3 separate regions of the Mus musculus genome follow, and regions 2 and 3 are each linked to region 1. A link is a contact called in public Hi-C and capture Hi-C data. All regions are on one chromosome and are shown on one strand. Each heading gives the region's core, a stretch centred on a gene start, on an enhancer-like site or on the middle of the called end of the contact. The rest is flanking DNA. Distances are from core to core; before and after follow the strand shown.

What was found. A called contact is a pair of places that touch in the nucleus more often than the background predicts. Capture Hi-C pulls out chosen DNA fragments and counts their contacts.
Region 2: a capture Hi-C map of bone marrow-derived macrophages shows a contact between it and region 1, with 4 times the contacts expected there. The contact joins two enhancer-like sites. A contact is called at or near these places in 1 of 484 Hi-C or Micro-C datasets (macrophages), 2 of 115 datasets of contacts at active chromatin or transcription factors (embryonic stem cells and microglia) and 1 of 9 other capture datasets (bone marrow-derived macrophages).
Region 3: a Hi-C map of granulosa cells shows a contact between it and region 1, with 1.6 times the contacts expected there. The contact joins two enhancer-like sites. A contact is called at or near these places in 7 of 484 Hi-C or Micro-C datasets (the AML12 cell line, bone marrow-derived macrophages, conventional dendritic cells and 4 more), 2 of 115 datasets of contacts at active chromatin or transcription factors (bone marrow-derived dendritic cells and embryonic stem cells) and 1 of 9 other capture datasets (bone marrow-derived macrophages).

What each region holds. Positions count from the first base shown.
Region 1 is chr13:42,327,447-42,330,103 of GRCm38.p6, reverse strand. No RefSeq gene overlaps it. Among named protein-coding and RNA genes, the nearest start is that of Edn1, 27 kb to the right of the region's middle. Within about 2 kb of position 1,338, at least 97 of the 459 cell types and tissues checked have an H3K27ac peak or open chromatin away from gene starts, as enhancers often do. A contact at or near this core is called in bone marrow-derived macrophages, granulosa cells and macrophages, where this site is marked.
Region 2 is chr13:42,244,654-42,247,310 of GRCm38.p6, reverse strand. No RefSeq gene overlaps it. Among named protein-coding and RNA genes, the nearest start is that of Edn1, 55 kb to the left of the region's middle. Within about 2 kb of position 1,355, at least 78 of the 459 cell types and tissues checked have an H3K27ac peak or open chromatin away from gene starts, as enhancers often do. A contact at or near this core is called in bone marrow-derived macrophages and macrophages, where this site is marked.
Region 3 is chr13:42,397,146-42,399,802 of GRCm38.p6, reverse strand. The region is part of intron 1 of Gm32833 (a long non-coding RNA gene); the gene reads left to right. Among named protein-coding and RNA genes, the nearest start is that of Gm32833, 4.9 kb to the left of the region's middle. Within about 2 kb of position 1,367, at least 2 of the 459 cell types and tissues checked have an H3K27ac peak or open chromatin away from gene starts, as enhancers often do. A contact at or near this core is called in granulosa cells, where this site is marked.

The DNA of each region.
Region 1 (2,657 bases), core at 89-2,588:
ACCCACCCCCACTCCCCTACCCACCCACTCCCCCCCTTTGGCCCTGGCGTTCCCCTGTACCGGGGCACACAAAGTCTGCGTGTCCAATGGGCCTCTCTTTCCAGTGATGGCCGACTAGGCCATCTTTTGATACATATGCAGCTAGAGTCAAGAGCTCAGGGGTACTGGTTAGTTCATAATGTTGTTCCACCTATAGGGTTGAAGTTCCCTTTAGCTCCTTGGGTACTTTCTCTAGCTCCTCCATTGGGAGCCCTGTGATCCATCCATTAGCTGACTGTGAGCATCCACTTCTGTGTTTGCTAGGCCCCGGCATAGTCTCACAAGAGACAGCTACATCTGGGTCCTTTCAGTAAAATCTTGCTAGTGTATGCAATGGTGTCAGCATTTGGAAGCTGATTATGGGGTGGATCCCTGGATATGGCAGTCTCTACATGGTCCATCCTTTCATCTCAGCTCCATACTTTGTTTCTGTAACTCCTTCCATGGGATGTGGGAAGTTTCTAATATTTTCTCCTAGGTCTCAATGGTTACAATATGTTTTAAACTGCCACCTTGTCACCCAGTTCCTGTTTTGTTTTGTTGTTTTGTTTTAAGCCACTTAAAAAAATACTTGTAATTCCAACAGAAAAACCCTAATGAGATGCCTGGGTTCTGAAACAAAGACTTAATGAGGAAGCCCTTGCTTGAGCACCCTCAGGATGTTGACAAGGTCCCACCACGCCTGTGAGTCTCCCACTGTGAGCTGGCAGGGCTCCTACCACCCAGAAAGTGATAGACAAACTCCCTGGAGATGTCTTGCCCCCAGGGGGAATACAAACAGAAGAGGCAGAAATCAGAGCCACCTCCAGAGTGGTGATGTGAAGAGGTTACCTTCTAGCTTGTGGGGGAGGGCTCCCACCCCCTCTTTGTCCTCCCTGTGTCCTTGACACAGACAAGCCAAAGAGAGAGGTAAAGTCCCTTGGCAATCTTGCCTAGTAATAACTCAAAAGAGGAACACCCATAATCTGTTGAGCTAAAGAGCAAAGAATATCCCTTTGGGGAGAACAGAATTTTTAATAGGAGACAGGTCAGTCTGAGTTTTGTTTTCTGTTAAAGACGCCAGCCAACATTCCTAAATCTAGATGTTATGAATAAACAAAAGTAAAGGGGAAACTAGTCACCCGTGGTCCATGACAGTAGGTAGACAATGATGTACAAAGATCTGTCCTTTTTACACAGGAATTTTACTTCCCATATTTAGAATCATGCACCCCACCCCCACCCCTTGGGGGAAGGGACTGCCTGCTGAAGAAAGGTCCCGTAGTGCCTCCTTGCATAGTTTGTGCCATGAGTCATGGCTGGGCCATGCCTTGTCCTTCAGCTCCACTGAGAAGAGTCACTGTGCACTGTATTCCTTCCTTCTGACACAGTCTGACTTCACTAGAGATTGAGTTCCTCTTTTGACTTACATGGTCAGCCAGGAAACCCTACTCACAACAGATAGAGCAGGGTGGAGTTTAAGTCCCAGTATGCATTGGATGGAAACACCTCTCCCCGTGTGCTGAACTGTCTTTGAAAACTTTCCAAACTATGGTAGTACTGAGTGGTAATATTAAACCTCCCTAGATTGGGAGGGGGGTGGCAACATGTGAAGAAATAAAAAAGGGGGAGGTAAGCTAGAAGAGCATAGAAAGTATCTGTGAAGTGCTCAGCCACAAAACTGAGACACCTAGATCATATTATATCAGCCAGGCCCTCTCCAGCCCAGGATCAGGGAGCATGGCAAAACAGACCATGGAAAAATCTCCTCCAGCCAGGGGTCAAGAAGGACCAGATTGAAGCAGCATCACTAGACAGGACAGAACCACTACACTCCATGAACTCGCAGCTGCTGTGGTTGGCGGCATCAGATCTGCACAAGATCAAGCCAGTCAGCATTCCAGAACAGAACGGGGAAGGGCTTGTGAGCCTTCTCTCAGCTGAGGGGCTACTATCCTCTGAAGGCTTCTAGGGGAAAGAGACTCGGCTTTCTTTAAGACCAGGATCCTTGGAAGATTGGCCATGCTTTAATGAATGCTTCACACCCATGAGTATTTGGACAGTATAAACTGGAATCAGTGTGTTATTTAAAAAACAAAAGAAGATCTGAAGTCGGGCTGGGAGGGATAAGGTTGGGATGGATCTGTGAGGGGCTAGAAAGAAGAGTAAAAGATGAATATGATCAAATTTCATTGTTTTGGGGTATGAAATTCTCAAAGAGTTAATAAAAATATAATACTTTTTAAATTAAAAATAACCTAAAAGGATCATTTAAGTTATTAAAAATGAACTAGGAAGATTTAGGTTGAAGGAAACATTTTTGATTCATCTGTCCACCTTTTATTGCATTGAAAGACTTTGGGAGACAAAAAATGAAAATTGCTAGGACGACATGTGTCTATGTACATATACACACACAGAAGTTATTTATTTAAATTGTTTAACTTGACTATATGGGGAGAGGATATTCTCATTGAAGGGTTTGTGAAAAAGTCTTCTGAATGCAAGCATATCAATAAACTGTTCGCTTGAACACTTGTGTTAGATACCTTGAGTGACAATAAAAGTCACAAGTCCCCACCAGCCAACAGCTCCAGCTTCTGCTGGTGCAAGTTTTGCATCCTATATCAGAACTGCTT
Region 2 (2,657 bases), core at 106-2,605, 83 kb after region 1:
GTGACTGACTTTTTAAAGTTTCTGCCTCGCTTTCCCACAATGGTAGATGATTTACATTGTTATCACGTTTTCAGAACTGTCACCTACCTGAAAAGCTCTTTATAATCTAAGAATGGAGCATTCTATTTTGAGCCAAGAACCATACTTAGGAAGCTTCCCGGGTTCACCCACAGCAGGAGCTACTGGTTTTGGAACCTGCTCCTACCCCAAGTCCAACCTCCTTATCTAACATTTTGGAGAAAGCAAATTTATATAAAAAGCCATACTTTGAGAAAGGCAAATCTAGTTTATTAAATTAGGAGCTGGCATGCAAATACTCATTAACTGGAATCATAAAGTGTGCATTAAAATCGATTATGCTATTTATCTCACACACACACACACACACAATCCCCAGAAGGAGAAGTTTCCTTCTTTCTGTTTAAAGCTCAGAAATAAGTTTTATGGCCCTAGAATGAATGAGGGGTACTTCTCTACCATTCAGTGAGAAACTTGTCAAGAAACATTTCTGTCACCCCCAAAGGCAGAATATATTCACAAAGACTTACACAATATTATTTTTATGAAATCCTGCTTTCGAAAATGATAAAGCCTGCTTGTGGATGTGGAGATGACTCGGTGGGATTGTTGCCTGAGTTCAGAGCCCCCGAACCCATGGAAACAACCAAGCACAGCTATGTGTATCTGTAACCCCAGGCCTGTCTGCGAGGGATTAGAAAGCCAGGCAGATCTGAGGGGCCTTTTTGACTCCTAGTCTAGCTGTTCCAGCAAGCTCCTGTCTCAAAAACTAACTAACAAAAGGTGGAGAGTGAGTGAGTGCAGAAGACACCTGCTGTTGACCTGTGGCCTCCACACACATGCACAGGCAAGGACACCTGCAGACACACACACAAATCTATGCACACACATGTGTATCCCCTGCCCACACACAAATAATAATAACAAAAAATAATAGGAAAAAACTTGAAAACTAAACTAAGAGACCGGAAAGAAAAGCACAGGAATTAAAGAAGGCAAGAGCAGCTTTGAAAAAAACACTAGGCCAAAGTTCTCACATACTAGCCTTTCTTCCAAAGGAAGGCAATCCACGTGATGCGAGATGCTTCCTCTTCTCATGTACTTTAGAAAAGCTTTTCACTTTCTTTTTTGGTCTCTGGCAGGGGACTTCCTACCATATAGCTTCATCCCTCCTTAAACTCCGTGAATTAGCCTCCTCTGGAAAAAGTAGATTCCAAGTCCTGCAAACCATTGTTCCTAGAAATGTTATCAAATGAGACTGACTGTAGGCAAGTGATCTCCTTACTAAAATTAGCAGCAGACTCCGTTGCGAACAGAAAGGAAGTCTGCGTGGAACGGACTAGAACTGAGACAGCTGAGACTCACTCTTTCCATCCGTTTCGATGGGCCCTGTGTCAGTGTCACCATCCTTGTCGTGGGTTTCCTGGCCCTCAAGTGACATAATGGTATCCCACTGGCAAAGTGACATAGCCAAGGATATGAGCAATGTCACAAGATATATAATGTACAAGCTGTCCCTTGGATTGACTCAGATTGCTATGGCTTACCTTACATGTTAGTCAGACAGATATATCCAGTCTTCTTCCTAAGCAGCCTACATAATAAAATAAAATAACTACCTGTTAAAGAATCTATCTTGCTTAGAATAAACACTCTAACTCTCCCAGTGAATATTTGTCAAATAATACTTTTTGGTTTTGTTTGCGTATGAGATGATGATGGCCCCATGTACTCTTGCACATCTCCCCAAACAAGAACTTTCTCCTCTCTTCAGACTGTCTCAAAAAGTGGTGGGGTACCAGTGAATTGCCCCTCTGTAAGTCTGGAACCTTCTTGGTCAATGCAATGTTGAAGAGCAGGCAACTTCAAGTCCTATCAGAAAGTGCCAACGAGGATTCTAGCAGCCCAGGTTAGGGGGAAGCCAGGAATGGTCTCTAATCTTGGTCTTATCTGCTGACCTTGGGGTCAGCTGAGTCGTCATTTGGAGACACCTGCCTTCGAGTCCTTCCCCCTGCTTATATGTGATTGGATCATTTGGTGACCTCAGCCTCAGTTTCTTCCCTTATAAATTGATGTTATTGGGCCCATTTTGCTGTGGTTTTGAAAGGATTAAATGATCGTGATGTGTGATGAGTGAAGTAAATTAATGACCCAAACCTGGGACTCACTCCACAAAAAGGCTTGCCACCATCAGCTGATCTAAAAGTCTCCCGCAGCAATAGAAAGTTCCCATGGGGGCTTCTGCTTAGTCTGAGATTCTGTTTTTGGATCCTGGCTTCCTTACCACCAGCTGAGGGAGCATTTCCAGGTTCAGGTCTTCAATTCTTCCACTTTAATAAATGCTTTAGACCACAAGGTGGTGCTTTATTCTAAAGTTTGATATCAGGAGGCTTTTCCAACTGCAACCAGGGTGCAGCACACAGAGAGTGCATTCCGTGTCACTAAGCCCAGCTTCCAAACCATGATCCGAACATCTGTGTGGAATCCTTAGCCCTGTGACTAATCACCTCGAAGCACAAGCCATAAAATGAGCTTCCAGGATAGGAAGAGGGTCAGAGGCACGGCAAGACACAGTTCCCTTTTCAATGGTGTTTATGTAAATCTTGTATCAAATCTACAGTGGTACAGTGTCCCTTCAG
Region 3 (2,657 bases), core at 118-2,617, 70 kb before region 1:
TCTCTGTCACAAAGAGGAACATGGAAGGCTTAATACAGAAAGGCTTCATGCCTTTCCACTCACAAACAAGAACTAAGCCACACACTGTAAAGGAAAATGCCTGTAATTGTATAGGAATCTCTCTTATGGTGAAATAATTGATAAGGTTTTTTTGTGAGTTATATTTAATGGTTAGAGTAGAGAGAAGTTTGTTATTTTTGTTTTGGGTTTTATATAATAATTCAATGTTTGCATCTTAATTTTTGTATAGACATGCATCTACACTCGATTTACATGAAAGGGTTATTATCTCCATGGACTGGCAACTGGTAGCCTCCACAGTGACAATTATTGGCATTTTCTGTGGGCTCTATCATGAGGCAAGCATTTTTCAGGCATTTTTTAAAAACAAAATGAAACTAAACCAGAGTAAGTTATCATACTCCTTAACCTTGATATCATTTTTCATCTCACTAAAGCATACACCAAAACTAAGGCTCTTGCTTTTTAATGAGTGTTAAAATGAACAAAGACCACACAGAAATTTATCACCATGTTATTCCCTTTTATGAAAGTGGCAAGAATCAACAGATAACCACTTAATTTCTTGGCAAAGTGGAGAATTATGGCTTATAAAGTCTTAAGTAAAGATTATAAAGATACATGGTATTTCAATAGTGTGTGACCAGACTCTTCTAATGTTTGTGCCACAACAGGAATGTTAGTTCTCAGGAGGAATTCACCTTGGGTTTAATGTAAACTTGAAGACATCTAGCCTGAGAGGTTGGATCGAGAGCTTTGCTTTGCTGAAGAGCATCATCTGTCCCTCCCCCCATGGCCTGCTGATCTCTTCAGCCACACTTACCTTGGACAGCCAGTGGGTGCCCTGTAGTTAGAGAACAGCTCCCATAGAAGACTCTGAACGTTTCATGACTGGCAGCTTAGAGGTGTGAACGAGAGGAACGTGCCTACAGGCGAGGTCCATGAAAGGCTATCATTTCCACACTTCTGCTGAAGTTCTCTGCGTGGAAGGATGTGCTAAGTTCAATTCCTTTGCCCACATTTGCTGTTTCAGGCTGGCCAGTGCTGAACTTATGGATCCTTCTTTTGCAAGCTAAAGTTCACATCAAGGAACACATTGGCCACCTATGTATAGATAACTTCATTTGGCTTTTTTCCCTCTCTCAGTGTTTTCTTTGCCTAGTCCTCAGATACTTACTGTCTCAATACCTAACCTCTGTGGGACTCTGCTTCAACCCCCTGTTCTGCCCTGCAGTGAATGCATGTGTTGTGGGTGTTTTGCTTTGACTACCTGGACTCCTGATAACTGACTCATGCTGCCTCGGGCCAGCAGCATATTCCCAGACGGTTGTCAAGATTTGCAGTCTTGACCCAGACTATGACCGCAGAGCTTCTGTCCTCAAACCCTCTGAAGCTGGGAGACCTTGGTAAGGAGGGTAGTGAGGTAACTTCCTTGGGAAGTTTTCATAAGAAAGCCTGGACAGACTTGCTTAGATAGCCTGAGTCTGGACTGGCACGGAGAGATCGCTTTGCAATTGTACGGTCCTTTCCAAAGTTACCACAAATACGCCAGTGCCACTGTAGAAGCAAAGACTATCTAACTATTTCCCTTTGTGTTCAACTTCGGAATTTCTGGGCCAAGATCCCTGTAAAGGCACTCAGAATGAAGGAAATGTCCAGTTCAGGAGAGCCAATCGTCCTTGTAGAGTTTTAGCATAGAAAGACCAGTAGACAGCTGGAAACGTGTGTGACGACAGGTGGACAAGGAAACCTTGAAATGTCAAAAAAAAAAATTAGTCTTTTTTCCCCTGCAGGCAATGTTGAACTGTCAAATCAGGGGCTCCATTCAGTCACCAAATACTTACAAATCCCAGGCAAGACACAAGTTACATACATCTACAGAAGCACATAAGGGGTGATTGACTTCCCAATGTGTGTGTGTGTATGTGTGGTGTGTGTGTGTGTGTGTGTGTGTGTATGTGTGTGTGTGTGTGTGTGTGGTGTGTGTGTGTGTGTGTGTGTGTGTGTGTGTGTGTGTGTGTGAATGAAGTTTTGGCAACTTATTCTGTCTCTACTGACTTGTTGGGTCGAGACCTGGTCCTCCAAAGTGAACATTCTTGCCTTTGCTCAAGTACAGGAATCAAACAATGGCTGCATTAAAGTAGATCCCCCACCTCTGTGGCGGTTTTGAGGCAATCCACTACCAATTCTCAGCTCTACCCTTTACTTTCTCTACAAAGGTGGGATGATCTCCTCCCTTTCCAAAGAACTCATCCAACACAGCTTCACTCATAGGTCTCTACTCCTGTAAATGCCCTACCGTGCACAGTTCCTGCATTTGTCTAGTTTTGAGCACCTACTCATTTTCAATACATGGGTCAAAGGGAACTAACTTCTGCCACCGAGCCTCGTCACTGTCGAACTTCGTGTGAACTCGCCTGAGTTGGCTTTTCTACATCTTTCTCTCTGTGTTCATGCTGTTGTTTCATAGTGTAGCAGTCATGTCATTGAAGAACGGGGATTGTCTCTTTGATATTTATTTTTAATTCAATTTTTCATTTACTAGTTGATTCTATCAGATTATTTAATTGACCACCATTCACTACCTATCCTGTGCAAACACAATAGAGGAAGATGGACTTGACCTAGACTCTCCA